Linked DNA regions of Danio rerio: region 1 is linked to region 2. Evidence: chromatin contacts called from public HiCAR-type data. All regions are on one chromosome and are shown on one strand. The core of a region is the stretch at or near the end of the contact, and the rest is flanking DNA. Distances in the headings are between cores, read along the strand shown. Region 1 holds the start of znf710a (zinc finger protein 710a). Region 2 holds the start of rasef2 (RAS and EF-hand domain containing 2).

Evidence for each region. HiCAR-type assays count read pairs that join an accessible place to other places.
Region 1: a HiCAR-type map of caudal fin shows a contact between it and region 2, with 12 times the contacts expected there. The contact joins the promoter of znf710a here to the promoter of rasef2 in region 2. A contact is called at or near these places in 1 of 18 Hi-C or Micro-C datasets (caudal fin) and 1 of 4 datasets of contacts at active chromatin or transcription factors (caudal fin).

What each region holds. Positions count from the first base shown.
Region 1 is chr18:27,475,386-27,480,094 of GRCz12tu, reverse strand. znf710a (zinc finger protein 710a) reads right to left here and starts at 2,033. Exons shown (of 5, transcript NM_199792.1): 1 at 1,993-2,033. The coding sequence starts at 1,995.
Region 2 is chr18:27,198,627-27,203,230 of GRCz12tu, reverse strand. It overlaps rasef2 (RAS and EF-hand domain containing 2), which reads left to right and starts at 2,513. Exons shown (of 17, transcript NM_001089427.1): 1 at 2,513-3,020; 2 at 4,340-4,492. The coding sequence starts at 2,710.

The DNA.
Region 1 (4,709 bases), core at 784-3,283, 280 kb before region 2:
ATCATACAAATATATTCCATAGCGCAGCCTCTTGCGATAAGCTTGCGATTAATCGCACAGCCCTAATTTGTAGCATAAGAGATGGGTCAAAGTGGAGACTTCTCATTTTCATCAAAGTAAATTGACAAAAGTATACATTAAAAAAAAAACAAATGAACATAAGAAAACTTTATAAATTTTCATAAAATGTCACAATGTATGTGAAATAATATTTAAATGTCATTGTGTGTAACAGAAACTACTTATTATGATTTGTATTTATTATAATAAAGGCGCAAGCACATAAAAGAATAGGTGATCAAGTTGACACATGGGTAAAAAAAAAAAAAAAAAAACTACTCTCTATGTGGACAAACCCAATGTTTGGTTAGTTTATGTTAAATATAATTAAGTTAGCTTTGTCCATATTTGACCCAGCATTTCAACCCAAGCTTTCCTAGTGGTTTAAATCAGTGGTTCCCAAAGCGGGGGTCGCGAGACAATGAGCTGGGGTTGCTTGGCGATTTTCAAAAATCTAATTCATTTTTTAAAAAAGTATTATAATGACTATATTTTATTCATAACCTACAGAAGCACAAAATAGTAGTTAATAGTAACATTCTTAACATTTAAAAAAAAATTACATGACTTTTTTTAATGCGCATACTGGAATTTGAGCTAAAAGTGTTTCCATCGCAGTTTATGTGCATCTTTTCTTGTCAATTAAAAAGTTTATCCTACTCAGTTTTGCACATATGTTTTTTTTTATGCACATTTTTAAAATGTATGCACATCATGGCGTTTTCATCAACTGTTTTTATGCGCATATCGAAAATGTGCATAAAAATAACTGGATGGAAACATAGCTATTGACAGTTTGACAAGATCCAATTAATGACCAATGCAATCAATTTCACCTCTGATAAAATTTTGCCAAAATCAGAAGTTTTGAGCCACGCATCCAGCACTAGGGCTTCTTCTATGATTACTGGTAAACCCAAGAAACCATAGAAGTACAGCTTGACACATTTAGCATGACAACATCGAACCAAGACTTTCCATCGTCACCACCATTTTCATTTATTTTTCATTTTTCTTTTCAAGAAAGCCATTATCAAAATCAATGCTAGAGATTGTTTTTATTTGCCAGCCCCCATTTCATTTCTGTGAGTGAATGTAGTGCACCGTCACCAAACGTGTCACAGATTGATGATGTACTGTAAACCTCTGGAGGAGTCTTGACTTTCTTGCTTATACCGTAACTGAAAACATGTTTGTTAAGCCTTTAAAGCATTATTTAACAACTATAGATATTTAAAAGGACAGGGACAGAGATGCTCACCTAATGACATACCGCAATATCTGCAATTGAGGTAAAGTTGGGTTTTATTTGCACATTCGTTTAGTGACAACTTGTGACGTGCTCTCTTTATTGTTCACCATGGTACTTTGAATAGTCTATTATCACATGGAAGTATGACTTCAAAACAACACTTTTATTGATTGTAAATGTTCCACGTTGATAGTCATTGGCTAATAATATGATTTCACTATTTAGAATTAGCAATAAATACTTATCTGAAATTTTATTTTCAAGAAGAAAATCCAAATGTGTGAATAATCCAACTTTACCTCAATGTATCTGCAATTAATCCTTAAAGATTGTGGTCTTGGTTTTTGTACTACTCTTCTATCCAGACAACAACAAAAAAGTTTTAACATTTTTGACATTGAAATGAATGTGCATACAAGTAATTCAAACGATTTCATCTCAACTAAACTTGGCCTAATTTCAGTCAAGCTGTTGGCCTTAGTGAGTAATTTGGACATATATTAAACTTGTAGACAAAAAAAAAGGTAAGTTGTCAAACAACTGTGAGCACATATAATCTCAACATTATTGACATGCTGATTTTCTCTAAATATCAATGTTTGCATTATTACCTTTAAATGAACACTATAACTAATGAGAAAACAACAATCAACGTGAAATAAATCAGCAAAATTATTTACCATCTGCAGCAGGTAGCTTTCCGCCATCTTGGCTCGGGCACGCCTCTGAAAACCTCAGGTAGGCTATCACAAATTAACGGAGTTAACCCGGCGTCGTTTGATAATTCGATAGCACAGCTTTCCACCTGTAGCAAAGGCAAAGGCATATCCACAGACAGGAAAGTGACATTCAAGTAAGAATATTGATGTTCAAGTTTGTCTTTACATGTTCTGTAATATACTACAAATATTTGAGATGAGTTTCAAATTTAGTAAAACAATTGGGAATTGACGTTTTATGTGAGCCACTGCCCTCTATACGACAGATACTGCACTGCAAGGTGAGCAGTGCAAAATGAGTTACAAATTATTTCATTGTTTTGAAAGGATTAGCTTTGATATTATTTATTTATAATAAATTAAATCAATTCTGTCGCGTTTAAAACTCTGGTTATTGTGTATTAGTACAAATGGCTAAATTATAGTCATGTTACTTAAAAGCAATGCAAGGACACTTGTATCCACAAGATGGTGTTTTGGTCTACTCAGGAGCTCAAATAGTAATAACTTGGCTTATTTATTTATTTATTTATTTATTTATTTATTTATTTATTTATTTATTTATTTAATTCATTCATTCATTCATTCATTCATTCAAATGAAGTGTCAGACAAACTTTAAAATATGAAATATTCTCAAAGTTTCAATAAAGCTTGACAGAATAATCATTATCCTGTGTTACATGCTTATGATATTCTGAGTTTAATAACTTATACTGTGTATAAAAATGATTATTATGTTTCATATATGAACAGTATATGGCTTTCTGTTTTTCTGTTTCACGGCTTATCTCACGCCAAGATTATTACACTTCACTTGCCACTAGATGGCTGTAGAACACTCCGTCTGTCTTTCATTTAACCTCTGCATCAAAGTTTGCAAGAGCTTTTTTTCATGTTTCTCTCTTGTATCTGGATGGGAAGAAACATGCAGATAATTACAGCTATCAATAATGTTGTTCCAGATCAAATGTATTGCCAGACCCTTCACAGTTTCTCACTTTCAGTGATTTGATGAGATCACGTCTTAAGAAACGCTCAGAGATGATCAGACTTGTATTATCATGATGCTTTTTTGTCTTGCTGATGGCGGTTTAGATCATTTCCTATCCTGACTTTCCCATGAGTGCAGTGAGACAGTCCAGGCCTCTGATACTCTGTTAAAAGGAAATGACAGCCTAAAGGTTTTGTAATGGCTGTGTGTCCGGCCTGTTGATGGATCAGCTGCGTGCTTTGAGTCAGTTCTGTCGTCATTTGCTGTAACTCCTTCTTTTGGGATCATATAGTTGTTTCTCCAGCAGGAATTTCTGGAATTCTGTACTCGTGCAGTTTATGTAACAGAGCCGCTCCCCACCGAACACACAAACAGGGTGCTGGTGGAAGTTCAGAGGGTGAGTAATAAAGTTCAGCTGATGTCTTACATGTGTGGAACAGCACATAAAAGAGCTTCCAGATGGAGATCAGCGTCATCAGCTGTCCAAATGTTTGTGGCGCAGTTCAGTTTTTTTCCCATAGTTGCGTTATTACAACTCATAATTTACAGTCACCCGGAAATCAAGATTCCCAGTTTGTAATTGAATTTCTTGTGCAACTCTTTAATCAAAATAACATCCTGTCCCTCTTGCATTTTCTTGCTCAAAGGCAGAACAACCTGTCAATCACATGAGTTCACAGCAGTATCAAACAGTATTGATCCAACAATCCAATTAATTCCCTACTGACAAAATAAAGTCCCTCCCTACATTTTATTGCTTGTTTGAGAAGCTGAGTTACTTGAATAAACATTACAAAATGGAAGAAAATACTTTTCGCAATGTGCATTTGTGACCCTGAACTACAAATCTAAGACAAAAAGTCTTATTTTGGATGGGGAACTTATACATTTTTCTTTTATGCCACAAAACATTAGAATATGACATAAAATCATGAACATTATGTAATATTTACAGAGAATGGTCGAAAAAAAAAGAGACAATATTCAGTAGGCGGCTGTTCTGTGGGCGCAGATGCCTTGTTGATGCCAGAGGTCAGGGGAGAATGGCCAGAGCGGTTCCAGGTGATAGAAAGGCAACAGTAACTCAAATAACCACTCGTTACAACTGAGTTATGCTGGATAGTAGGGATGTAATGGTATCAGAATTTCACGGTACGATAATACCTCGGTATGAATACTGTCTTTCTGGCACGGTACTGTCTTTATTGAATAATTTACAGGAAAAACAAAACTAATGAAAAGACTCGAAAAAAGTGCCAAAAGTGTTTATTTACCTTAGCACTGAACATATAAATGACATACAAATTAACCATCTATCTGTAAGTTTTAAAACAGGAGCTTCAATTTTTCAATTTTAATAACAAAAAACTATTAAACCATAAAAAAAAAATTAAGTTTCAATTTAGTATTGTTGAAAACTCATCACATTCAACATTTAATCACTCACTCACTTAGATAGAGATGGGTTTTTTAAGGAAAATGATCATATAACTATAATCTGTAAAAGCTGGGATCTCTCGGCATGTCCCCTGAAACAGAAAAAAAAAACCTTTCATTTGGGACTGAGGTTTCTGTGACGTTGTGCATTGCACTGCTGTTTTTTCTTTGTCTGTCACCTTTTTTCCTTTTTCGTATCTTTTTAGAAAGAAACCGAAATGCTTCCACACATCCGATTTAAAACCCGC
Region 2 (4,604 bases), core at 1,264-3,763:
ATGACCATAGGTGAGAGTAGGGCCATAGATTGACCAGTAAATTGAGAGCTTTGCTTTTCGGCTCAGCTCTTTCTTTACCACAACGGACTATACATCGACCACATTATTGCTGCCGCTGCACCAATCCGCCTGTTCTGCGACCACAGAATTTCATCTGTGTTATTCGCAGACGATGTTGTTCTGTTGGCTTCATCAAACATGGACCTTCAGCATGCACTGTGGAGGTTTGCTCCCAAGTGTGATGTGGCTGGGATGAGAATCAGCACCTCCAATTCCGAGGCCATAATGGTTTGCCATCTCCAGGTTGAAAGAAAGTCCATACCCCTGGTGGAGTTCAAGTATCTTGGGGGTTTGTTCATGAGTGAGCGAAGCTAACATATAAGTTAACAAATGCAAATAATATCAATAAGTAAATAAATAAATGTGCCTCAATTATAGTCATTTTGAATTTATATAAACATTTTAAAGAATAATCAAATAGATTTTTTTTTCAACCAATTATTTTCTGTTGTGAAACTGAGGCTGTAAACACACAGGCCAAACTCACTTATTTATCACAGTAGATAAGAATATAGCAAAAGTTTGTTGGGATTTACATCTGTAAGTTGTTGGGATTTGGCTGTAAGAAGAAAAAAATGTAAAAATGTCCAATTGCACCTACAGAGCAAAAATTAAGAAATTACAGTCAACTACACATTTTATGAATCACTATGGAAGACAGAGCCGCAGGTGTCTATTTTGCCCCAACACACCTTTAAGGGGAGGGTTCAAGTGGACAACGTCAGTTATTTAAGTCTTCCAATTAGAAAGCCTCCAGAACTACAATTCGTCATCACTTACATCGTCTCAGATTGTTGAAAAGGCTTTCACAAAAATAAGTCTCTACTTTCCACAAACAAACTCATGTGTTTACATTTTTTTTTTTTTTTTTTTGGAGCAAAAGATCAAAAGGCATGGCAAACATAGCAAAGCATCTTTCACATAATTCTTAACTCATATTTACCAAAGGTGCAATGCAATGTTAGTGGAGAGAGGACTCTACATTGTAAACATAAATTTGTGTTGACAAGAAAGTCATGTGATGAACCAAAAGAATCTCCCCAGTTTTTTCACACAGCTAAACATCATTATAGAAACACCTCACACCAATGCAATAAACACTAATTTGACAACATCAGGTGCATCAGAAAAACTATATTGTAAATATTCTACATAATACATAATGAGAAACCAGGAAATTATTAAAAAGTATATGTGTAGCAAATTAATCAGGTTTTTACACTATAGCATTTTTAAGTTGTTTGAAGTTAAAATAATTTTTGTTTTGCTTTTAGTTTTTAATAACTGATCACTGGCGTCACAGTGGCACAGTAGGTAGTGCTGTCACCTCACAGCAAGAAGGTCGCTGGTTCAAGCCTCGGCTGGGTCAGTTGGCATTTCTGTGTGGAGTTTGCATGTTCTCCCTGCGTTCACGTGGGTTTCCTCCGGGTGCTCCGGAGACATGCAGTACAGGTGAATTGGGTAGGCTATATTGTCCAAAGTGTATGAGTGTGGATGAGTGTGTATGGATGTTTCCCAGTGATGGGCATCCACTGCGTAAGAAAAAATGTACTGGATAGGTTAGTGGTTCATTCCGCTGTGGAGGCCCCGGATTGGTAAAGGGACTAAGCTGAAAAGAAAATTAATCACTGTACATGTACATGTTCATTGGATTACAAAATGTTCTCATCAAAATTTTCATAATTTTTTTCCTCATAAATTTTGATGTCTACCTAATTCAACTCGATTTGATTCCATTCGATTCAATTTAGTTCAATTCAATTCAGTGCAGTTCAGTTCAGTTCAGTTCAGTTCAGTTCAGCTCAATTCAATTCACTGAGCTTCACTGTCTATCCCACAGGGGTTAGAAAAATGCCTTTAGACAGGCTCACACACAAACAACACATAAATACACTTTAAAAAATCCTATTTAAAAAAAACAATGGCAGTGGGAATAAATGTCTTAAGTGTCTAATAATTAGCCTATTTTGCTTTGAATATTATGGCCATGTGTTGTTCCTGTATAGCTATTTGCGTGAAATAAATTCTTTTTATAACATATAAAGTAAGCAAGTTAAAAGTAATCTAAAACTCATACATAATTATAAGGTTTTTGTTAAATAGAATTTTTAGCATAACCAGACTACAACTGTCGTACCAGCACTGTTTATGAAAAGCAACACAAATTACTCACAAGTTTATTATGTAAGTACCCTCTTATGCTATCATTTTAGTATTCCTAGATTATCCTAAAAGTAACTGATGGGTTTCAGTATATGGGCTGGTTTGACAATCTATTTGTTCTCATGGTCAGGCTGAGAGACAAGTGTTATGGGCTGGTTTTTTACTCAAGCACGCCTACCACCTCCACTGCTATCCAATAACACACTAAAAGAGTTCAACTTGTTACACGGCGAGATAGCTAATGAGCGATCATCCAATCACTTAAGCCTTCAACTAACCTGCGTCGGATTTTAGCTTCAGCTTTCGGCGCACCTGTTGGTGATGTACATGTCGGACCACGATAGCTTCGCGTTCATTTCTCTTCACGCTTTCGTCTTTTCATCTTTTCGTTTTATCACTTCAGCCTGTTCTATCTGGAGTGGTATCTTTATAACACGGGTGTGAATAACTTTTTTTTTCAATCTTTTGTCCTCGTCGAGTGGAAAGATGAACCACGCTGAGCTCAGAAGACTCTTCGCAGCATGTGATGGGAATCAGTCAGGAAGAGTCGAGTATGAGGACTTCACTACTGTTTGCCGAGAGCTTAATGTCCCCGCGGACGACATCAGGACTTTATTCAACAAGTTTGACCTGGACGGAGACGGATATATCAATTTTAACGACTTTTCGTCAAGCTTTCAGGAAGTTTCGGAAGCCCTCAATCTGGCTTCGTTGGGAAACTGTTTGCATAGTCAGAGAAGAGCTTGGGATGAGTTTGAAAACACGCTGGACGGAGATGTGGCCTTTTATTTGGGAAGGTGTGTGTTCAATTGTAAAGTTCAAAATCACAATTTTTAAGCAACATTTACTAACAAACTAGAAAAGTGTTAATCTAATCAGTCTAACTGGGTCAGTGGCGATAGCTTAATTTTAAAATTTTTAAGGCAATAAACTTCCTAAAATATATTTTGTAGGCACACTAGTCAGTTTTTGTTTTTTTGTTTTTGGCTTCGTTAATAAGTGAACACCGTGATTTATTTTAGTGTAGTTAATGCTAACGTTACCTTGAACATTGAAAACAAGGTTATGATGTCAGATTTTCTAGTTTCATAATTTGAAAGTGTAGATTTATTATTTTTTTTCTGGGTTTTTGGCAAATTAATTAACTGCTATATAGGCCTACTATAACCTATTCCAGCGTTATGGATGAGACTTTTGCAGTAAAATCTTAAAACATAAATCCACCGAGAAAGTATGTGAACATGTATTAAAGCATGTTTATTTTTTTCTAAAGCAACTAACCACAGAGATAAGTGATCAGACACACATCAATACACATACAACATGCTATGTAGAAATTCTGTGAATTAAACTGCAAAACCCAAATTAAACGATGCTAATTAAAAGGATAATAGTTGGCTCTCTATAAAACAAAAATTGATTTAATTTTGTTTTACATTTGCCACTTGTGACTTTGGTAAATCAAAGATTATTGTTTAAAAACGGTGACATTTGAGTATTATTACACTACTGCAAAACACAAGCCTACAAAAAAAAAAAAAAAAAGACTTAAGAAGGGTTTCACTATTTTGATCAAAACATAATTTTCATTGCAAGGTTGACATTTGCATGGAATTGCTCTTTTGAGACAGCTATTCTGTACAGTAATGTTATTACATCTCACATAGAAGCTAGATCTACATAATCTAGTCTCAACATTTTAATCAAGCTGTCATTAGGATGATTTTAAAAACCACCCCTGTTGACATTAGGTCAAGAAATTGCAGAGCTTGTACAGACACATCCATGCCATTTTCGCTACTGAAAGGAAAGTGTTTGGCACATTTACATATTTGGCTAAACTGTGCTCTTAGAAGAATGATTGGTGTCAATGTTTAACAATGCCAGAGCAAAAAAAAAAATGTTTTGCAAATAACTAAGCTTGCTTTTTTAGGGTCTGAATAGTTCCTGTCAATGAGAAACCTTTTTTGTCCCTTCGAAAGTATACAGTGTATGCAATAGTCAACATTTAAAGTGATTTTAGTAATTTTTTTCTTTTTTTTTCTTTTATGTATTCTTGTTGTTTTTTCATTCAGCCTCTTTTTTTTTTTACCCCCCCCCCTTCTCATGTCTGCAGACAGTGGGATGCACTAAGTGAGTTGTATGAAGGGATCCACTCTACATCAGATGAGCTGTTACTGCAGCAGTTTGAGGATCTCATCAGGGCTCTTGTGACTGAGATCAGAGAGCACAGAATGGAGAGTGAACAGCTTGAGACCAGTCTGCGGAGGTGAGGGGAGAATTTAAGGGGGTTTGCCATTGATTCAAAAATCGTTTGGTTGGTTTGACTTTTAGATTGATGTGGTCAAAGAGTTCTCAATGCAGTTTAAAGGCACAACGTG